2 separate regions of the Mus musculus genome follow, and region 1 is linked to region 2. The links are chromatin contacts, called in public capture Hi-C maps. All regions are on one chromosome and are shown on one strand. Each heading gives the region's core, a stretch centred on a gene start, on an enhancer-like site or on the middle of the called end of the contact. The rest is flanking DNA. Distances are from core to core; before and after follow the strand shown.

Region 1 (4,334 bases), core at 223-2,722, 790 kb after region 2:
TGCCCTGGGCCTCCTGCTCAGGGTCATGGCTGCCAGGTGCTCCCACCCTGCAGCATACTTAAGGCCCAAACCTGGCTTTCAAAAGCTCCTTGCTTGTAATTGATCAAGCAGTTATTTTCATTCCGCAAATGAGGCTGTGAAACTACACAAAATAAACCTTCCTTTGGAAAAGATACCTTTAATAGGTACATGTGAGAAAAGAAATTAAATGCTCCCATTCAAATGGTTTAACCTTGTCCATTTTTGTCACCTTCCTTCTCTCTGAATAATGACTTATGGAGGCAGTTGTGTCCGTGTGTCCAAGGACCTGTCTTACTCCTTAAAAATATCTCTGATAGGTCTGTCTCCTGGCCCTCTCCTAGGTTTTGTTTGTCTCCTCTCCTCCTCCTCTGCGGCTCCCTCCCCCACCAGCTTATTTGCATTCTTCTCCAGCTGGTCCTTGAGTCACTTTCCTGGAGGCAGCACTTCAAGTCCAATTAGAATGGCAGCTGAGCAGGAGATGGCCAGAGTGAGTGCCATAGGAGAGGGAGGCTTGCTTATTGTAATGATGTGTTCTCTTGAAAGATGGCAGCCCCCCACTGCAGCTAACCCTGGCTCACAGTGCACAGCCTCCAGTGGTGGGGTGAGCTGCAGCACTCAGAATTGTATCTCCATCCCCCACCCCCTTTCTTTTTAAAGACATAGTACCTTCTGAAGCCATTTCCTCCTCAGGATAAATGAAACTCTGTTACTTATGTTTGACAGATTCTTGTGTTTAGAAATGGTGTTTTCTCTGTGCTGAGTGGACTTTATAGCAGTGCTGTAGGGTTTAGTTGTGGAGGCTCAGCCCCTGCACCTACCCTTGGTTTGCTGCTCCACAGTGTGACCCAGTTTAACAAGATCCTACCATTCCTCTTAGCCTGGCTCAGGAAAGACACGTTGAAGCGTGGCGTTTGCGTCCAGTAGTATTAGCAAACCCTTCCCGGGTGTTAGGTCAGAATCAGGACTCCACTGTTTTTCTAATTAAACTTTGAACTGGGGTTTTGATTTCACTAGATCAAAACTGTAATTGTGTGTGAACCCCAGCTTTCAGAGTCCCGTTTGGTTGGAAATGTTTTGTCTGGATTAGTCAAAACTCTCAAATAACATTTCCCTGAAATGTGTCTGCTTCACAGGCAGCCATTGGGGACCAGAGCCTTTTAACTGGCGAGTAACTGAAAGGTCTGTCGATTTGTAATCACAATTAAACCAGGCCACTGAGGTTACTGGGCTCCAAAGCACAGGGTTCTCTGTGTCTTTGCAAAGGGTTCCTGTGATGAAAGTCCCTGCTGTTTGGCTGAAAGCAGAGCTCAAGAAAAGGCCAACAGAAGGAATTTGGGTAGATTTTGACATGAAGTTTAGCAGTAAAGACAATAAGTGAAGCGTCATAAGGACTCTTGAAACAATCCTGACCTCCACAGGGCGCCAGTGCAGAGAAAAGGTAGTTGCAGGCTGCCATCTGGAGGGCTCTTACTGAGGGAAGTGCGCGGCATAGGTCCCCTAAGAATTAGGTCATGAGCATGAGGTGGCTTCCTACAGGTAATTAATTTCCTGCTGGGACCACATTGCCTCTTTGTCTACACTAATCACACAGCAGTTCAAAAAGCCCTGAGCTTGTCCACGCCCGCAGGGTTCTGCCTAGTCCCACTCAGGGCAGACATGCCCACTGTCTGCTGAAGCGCCATCCCCCTGTGCCTCACTCAGCTCTCTTTTTTCCTCCGAGGAAAAGAACAGATATTGAAGTTGGAATTAAATCCTTTACTGATGCTCCTAGCAGTTTCTATTCATACATTTTCTGGTGCCCTTTAAGGATACATTTTTATCTTTCCCACACTGCCTCAAAAGTGTGAGTTAGGAAGGAAAGCAAACCACTGTTGGTTCTGACTCCTCTTGCCTTTTTTCTCTTGTCCATTGTCAGTGTACGAACACCCCTGAAACATGTAGGTGTGTCCGGTGGCTGACCACGTGCCTGGTGGGTACTGAGTAGCAGCCAGGTGGGGCAGCAGCCCAGAGGCCTACCACCGTGTGTCCATCTGTAACCCCGCAGACTCCTCCAGCACAGAACTCCGCCTTCAAGCATGGACTTCAGTGTTTAAAGGGAAATGACTTTTCAGTCCCTCGGGGGTCATTATAGATTAAAAATTTATCTGAAAGATTTAGCCTTTGAAATCTGTCTGTGTCATCACAGAGCTCACAGTCATTTGAGGCGATAATCTTTCATACAGGAACTTTTCCATAGCTATTTAATTGTTTTAACATTTAGTCTTACTCCAGGCTAGGTCAAAGGCTGTTTGGGTTGATCTTTGAATGAATCACAAGGGTAATAGGAAGAAAAAGATGACCAAAATATGTCATAGAAATTACATCACAGAATATGTGCTTGGAAACCCGTATATGCACACCACAGTTATTGGTGGGATAGACTTAGCCAATCAGAAGCTTGTGCCGATTACGTAGTTACTTGTGTTCAGTGCAGAGCAACTGTTCGATTCTGATGGAGACCAGAACTCCCAACAAGGCCCGAAGACTAGCCCATCAGCCCTGACCTGGGTTTGAGAACAGTGGTCCCCAGCTGTTCTTATCTTGTCAGCAAGAACACTGGCATTTTCTTCTTTAAATTTTTATTTCTTTAGCCTTTGTATTTTAGAGTTTTCTAATCATGTAAGATTTTCCCCTTAAGACTTAGTGTTTATTCTGAATGTTGGTGTTTATTTTGAGTCTTTAGTACCAGAAGATTGGCACTGACCTAACACAAAAGCATCACAAGGAGGCTGCCCTGCGCGTCTCAGAACCCGCTGCAGGCCTCTCGGTGTGCTCTCATGGCCTAGTAACAAGTCTGTGGACTTCTGTATGCGTACTGTATCTATTTCAGCAGTACAACTAACATTTAACAACATTATAAAGCTATTTGGGCATGGATATTTGTGTGTTCATGTACACATTTATACATGGTCTATGATCTTGTTGAATAGTTACATTAAAAAAAAACCCTCACTAAATATGAGAATTCTTAAAAGAGAGACAATCTCCTTCTAATTCCCTGCCTCATGCTCACATATAACGTGGCACCTGGCTGTGAGTCGGGAGTAGAACTTGCTGCCCAAATGACGATTGATTAAGCGTCTGGGGCCCCCATTGGCAAGGAGTGTTGAGTGCTGTTTCATGAGGGCGCTGATCCAGTGACTTGCTTCCCTGTGTGTTTCTTAAATAAAGACACTGCACTATTGGGGAATAATTTGCCCTCAGCCGCTTTCTAACCTTGTCTTTATATGGAGCACATTTTTAGTGAGCTTGGAGGACCAGTTTCCTCTGTGTACCAGAAATGGCAAACAATTTGCCTGAGCATGCGGTAGATAAAGAACCAGGAGCCATTAATGTCAAGTAGAGTTTCCAGTCAAAGCAGGAAAATAAAAGGAAGTGAAACCAACATTTGCTAATTTCTTGCATGGGGACAGATTATATTAATTATAATTAATAATATATTAATTATATTAATAGTTTAAATAAGAAAAAATTAAATACTGATAATTTTAGAACTTTTAAAGACCTATTTTGTTTTCGTTTTATGTGTTTGAGCATTTGCCTTCATGTATATATATGCTCCATCTGCGTGTCTGCGGAAGGAACACAGAAGGGGTCACCAGATCCCTGGCAGTGGAGTTACAAGCAGTTGTGAGCCACCATGTGGGTGCTGAGAACTAAACCCTGCTCCTCTTCAAGAGTCCTTAACCCCTGAGCCATGTGTCAGCACCAGCTTAGCACTGAGTACTTCTGTGTCATGCAAGCAGAGTCTATACATGTAGCTTCTGTAATTATACCAAGCACGTATTATCATCTCCACCTGACTTACGACTGAGCTAAGACTAGGTCACCTTATAGTGACTATAGTTTAGAATTCTGCCACTTACATGGCACTGAAATCTTGAGAGCTAAACTTTATAGTCACTTGGACCATACTGACTGGTAAGAATCGTCATTGGTTCTACTGACTTTGGAGACTTGCAGTGCCTATATAGAATACAGAGCATAGTCTAGAAAGCTTTTTTTCTCGATATTTCAACTAAGACAGTGTCTTAGATAGGGTTTCACTGCTGTGAACAGACACCATGACCAAGGTAAGTCTTATAAAGGACAACATATATTTGGAGCTAGCTTACAGGTTCAGAGGTTCAGTCATTATCTTCACTGTGGGAAGCATGGCAGCATCCAGGCAGGCATGGTGCAGGCGGAGCTGAGAGTTCTACAACTTCATCTGAAGGCGGCTAGTGGAAGACTGGCATCTAGGCAGCTAGGATGAGAGTCTTAAAGCACACACC
Region 2 (4,227 bases), core at 1,420-3,919:
CCTTTTTTTCTAGAGCTTTTAGATGTGTTGTCAAGCTGCTAGTATGTGCTCTCTCCCGTTTCTTCTTGGAGGCACTCAGAGCTATGAGTTTCCCTCTTAGAAATGCTTTCATTGTGTCCCATAGGTTTGGGTATGTTGTGGCTTCATTTTCATTAAACTCTAAAGAGTCTTTAATTTCTTTCTTTATTCCTTCCTTGACCAAGGTATCATTGAGATGAGTGTTGTTCAGTTTCCACGTGAATGTTGGCTTTCCATTATTTATGTTGTTATTGAAGATCAGCCTTAGGCCATGGTGGTCTGATAGGATACATGGGACAATTTCCATATTTTTGTATCTGTTGAAGCCTGTTTTGTGGCCAATTATATGGTCAATTTTGGAGAAGGTCCCGTGAGGTGCTGAGAAGAAGGTATATCCTTCTGTTTTAGGATAAAATGTTCTGTAGATATCTGTCAGATCCATTTGTTTCATAACTTCTGTTAGTTTCACTGTGTCCCTGTTTAGTTTCTGTTTCCACGATCTGTCCATTGATGAAAGTGGTGTGTTGAAGTCTCCCACTATTATTGTGTGAGGTGCAATGTGTGCTTTGAGCTTTACTAAAGTGTCTTTAATGAATGTGGCTGCCCTTGCATTTGGAGTGTAGATATTCAGAATTGAGAGTTCCTCTTGGAGGATTTTACCTTTGATGAGTATGAAGTGTCCCTCCTTGTCTTTTTTGATAACTTTGGGTTGGAAGTCGATTTTATCTGATATTAGAATGGCTACTCCAGCTTGTTTCTTCAGACCATTTTCTTGGAAAATTGTTTTCCAGCCTTTCACTCTGAGGTAGTGTCTGTCTTTTTCCCTGAGATGGGTTTCCTGTAAGCAGCAGAATGTTGGGTCCTGTGTGTGTAGCCAGTCTGTTAGTCTATGTCTTTTTATTGGGGAATTGAGTCCATTGATATTAAGAGATATTAAGGAAAAGTAATTGTTGCTTCCTTTTATTTTTGTTGTTAAAGTTGGCATTCTGTTCTTGTGGCTGTCTTCTTTTAGTTTTGTTGAGGGATTATCTTCTTGTTTTTTCTAGGGCGTGGTTCCCGTCCTTGTATTGGTTTTTTTCTGTTATTATCCTTTGAAGGGCTGGATTCGTGGAAAGATAATGGGTGAATTTAGTTTTGTCGTGGAATACTTTGGTTTCTCCATCTATGGTAATTGAGAGTTTGGCCGGGTATAGTAGCCTGGGCTGGCATTTATGTTCTCTTAGTGTCTGTATAACATCTGTCCAGGCTCTTCTGGCTTTCATAGTCTCTGGTGAAAAGTCTGGTGTAATTCTGATAGGTCTGCCTTTATATGTTACTTGACCTTTCTCCCTTACTGCTTTTAATATTCTATCTTTATTTAGTGCATTTGTTGTTCTGATTATTATGTGTCGGGAGGAATTTCTTTTCTGGTCCAGTCTATTTGGAGTTCTGTAGGCTTCTTGTATGTTCATGGGCATGTCATTCTTTAGGTTTGGGAAGTTTTCTTCTATAATTTTGTTGAAGATATTTGCTAGTCCTTTAAGTTGAAAATCTTCATTCTCATCTACTCCTATTATCTGTAGGTTTGGTCTTCTCATTGTGTCCTGGATTTCCTGGATGTTTTGAGTTAGGATCTTTTTGTGTTTTGTATTATCTTTGATTGTTGTGCCGATGTTCTCTATGGAATCTTCTGCACCTGAGATTCTCTCTCCTATCTCTTGTATTCTGTTGCTGATGCTCGAGTCTATGGTTCCAGATTTCTTTCCTAGGGTTTCTATCTCCAGCGTTGCCTCACTTTGAGTTTTCTTTATTGTGTCTACTTCCCTTTTTAGGTCTAGTATGGTTTTGTTCATTTCCATCACCTGTTTGGATGTGTTTTCCTGTTTTTCTATAAGGACTTCTACCTGTTTGGTTGTGTTTTCCTGCTTTTCTTTAAGGACTTGTAACTCTTTAGCAGTGTTCTCCTGTATTTCTTTAAGTGAGTTATTAAAGTTCTTCTTGATGTCCTCTACCATCGTCATGAGATATGCTTTTAAATCCGGGTCTAGCTTTTCGGTTGTGTTGGGGTGCCCAGGACTAGGTGGTGTGGGAGTGCTGCGTTCTGATGATGGTGAGTGGTCTTGATTTCTGTTAGTAGGATTCTTACGTTTGCCTTTCGGCATCTGGTAATCTCTAGAGCTGTGCAGGATACACTCGGTGGGGTCGTGGAACTAAGATGTCTGTGCAGGGTACACTTGGCAGGGTCCCGGAACTAAGATGTCTGCTGCCAATGCTCAGGCAAAGCGTTCCTGTGCCGGGCAGGTCCCTATCCTCTGGCCAGGAAAATGGTCACCTGCCTGTACAGGATACACTCGGCGGGGTCCCGGAACCAAGATGTCTGCTGCTGATGCTCAGGCAAAATGCTCCCATGCCAGGCAGATCCCTATCCTCTGGCCGGGAAAATGGCCAGCTGTCTGTGCAGGATACACTCGGCGGGGTCCCGGAACCGAGATGTCTGCTGCTGATGCTCAGGCAAAGCACTCCCGTGCCGGGCAGATCCCAATCCTCAGAATTCTTAAGATCTCGTGGCTGGTGTTGTGAGTATCTGGCGGTAGTCAGCCAACTGTACGCCCTAGCTACCCTGGTGCTGCTCGGACCGAAAGGGGCTTGTGCCCCTACTCAGACCGGGTTTTTGCTTCCCTGACTAATTCAGTCTCAGGTCCCGCACGATTGGATTGGAGCAGATGCTGTGTTCCACTCACCAGAAGTCTTAAGATCGCTTGGCGGGTGTTGTGGGTAGCTGGCGGGAGTCAGATGACTGTGCGCCCTAGCTACCCGGTGCTGCTCGGCGGAATGAACTTTTTTTTAGCACACAAACAAAGTAAGAAATTAAAGACTTTCATAGAAAAAGTTGCTTCTTTAATCATAAAAGGTAGAATAAGACTATGTCAATTGTCAGGAACAAATCCAGTAGAAATTGTAGCACTATATATTAATGCTGAGATTATGTCATTGTGGGTGATCAAAGAACATGGCATACTGTAATATAAAGCACATTACAGGTACACCACACACCCCTATGCAGTCCAATTGCACCTTAGAGGAAATGCTTATAAAAGTTAAAGGGAGCATAAAGACCCCAGGGACAGACAAAATAATGCTCTGCTCACTTTGAATTTTCTGAATGTTAATGAGAAAGGAAGAACAGCAGCTGAGAGACACTGGATTATAGAGAAAAAAAAAACCTGTGGAATGAAATCAGCCCATATACTATAACGATATGTTAACATCAGAACGGAAACCAGCAAAGGTGTTCCATTGGGAATGTAGATTTGTTTATATTTCCTCAGGAAATGAAAAGCTGTGGATATCATCAAAACTGATAAAACTGAACTGAGCAGGAAAGGCCTCCTGAAAAAACTTGGCCACTGACCCGAAAAGCACTTATTTCATTGAAAACGTCTCTGTTTCTAATTTCTCCGCTACAACCCAATTAATGGCTTGATACAGAAGCAGGGGCGGGGCGGAATGTAGTGACAATTCTGGAATTTTGGTTTCTTGAAAAAAAAAACAAATATTATAAGAATATGTTTTCATTTTAATCCCAGCTGTGGGAGTCTGGGGATGTTGTCTACAGCAGCTGGCTGTGACCTGTTCCTCCTCTCCCAGAGCTGAATACATAGCGAGCTGCAGATAGCTTCCGTGATTGCGTGACATTTGGAATCCTGGGAACTTGTCAGAGCGTACACAAATGACAGGGCCCTGAGAGGCAGGGCTGGTCGCTGATGGTCTTTCGGGGGCTGGGAGGGGGAGTATTTGTAGTTTGTTAGTAGTCATGCACAAAGAAGAAACAAGAAGAAAGAAATTATACTCACAGATCTTTCTCTCATACACATCTATCCATCTTTCTCTCCTTTCTAGAGAGAGAGTGTGAAACTGGGGGGATAATGGGTGGGAGAAGGAAGAACCCAGAAAGTAGCAAAAACCAGCTGTAGTTTTCGTTTGAAGAACAAGGACAATGCAACACTGGCAACACGGCTTTACCAGTTTGTTTGGTGTTTTGGTTTCCGCCTGTGCCAGGCATTCCCTTCCCACACACCTGTCAAGCACAGCATAGACTCTGCAGTATGATGTTATTTACTGTTTTAGCAAGTGACCTGCCCCTGGACATTTTGATCATTTATCTTACCAGCATTTCACACTGACTACCCTTGAAGCTGAGATTGTGTGTACATAACTGTATTCCCAAAG

The links. Capture Hi-C pulls out chosen DNA fragments and counts their contacts.
Region 1: a contact with region 2 is called in a capture Hi-C map of embryonic stem cells, with 4 times the contacts expected there. The contact joins two enhancer-like sites. A contact is called at or near these places in 1 of 484 Hi-C or Micro-C datasets (the Ba/F3 cell line), 1 of 115 datasets of contacts at active chromatin or transcription factors (embryonic stem cells) and 1 of 9 other capture datasets (embryonic stem cells).

Annotation. Positions count from the first base shown.
Region 1 is chr12:31,895,644-31,899,977 of GRCm38.p6, forward strand. The region is part of intron 18 of Cog5 (component of oligomeric golgi complex 5); the gene reads left to right. It also overlaps the pseudogene Gm35666. Among named protein-coding and RNA genes, the nearest start is that of Hbp1, 52 kb to the right of the region's middle. Within about 2 kb of position 1,473, at least 101 of the 459 cell types and tissues checked have an H3K27ac peak or open chromatin away from gene starts, as enhancers often do. A contact at or near this core is called in embryonic stem cells, where this site is marked.
Region 2 is chr12:31,109,067-31,113,293 of GRCm38.p6, forward strand. All of the region lies in intron 3 of Gm40361 (a long non-coding RNA gene), which reads right to left. Among named protein-coding and RNA genes, the nearest start is that of Gm40361, 11 kb to the right of the region's middle. Within about 2 kb of position 2,670, at least 1 of the 459 cell types and tissues checked has an H3K27ac peak or open chromatin away from gene starts, as enhancers often do. A contact at or near this core is called in embryonic stem cells, where this site is marked.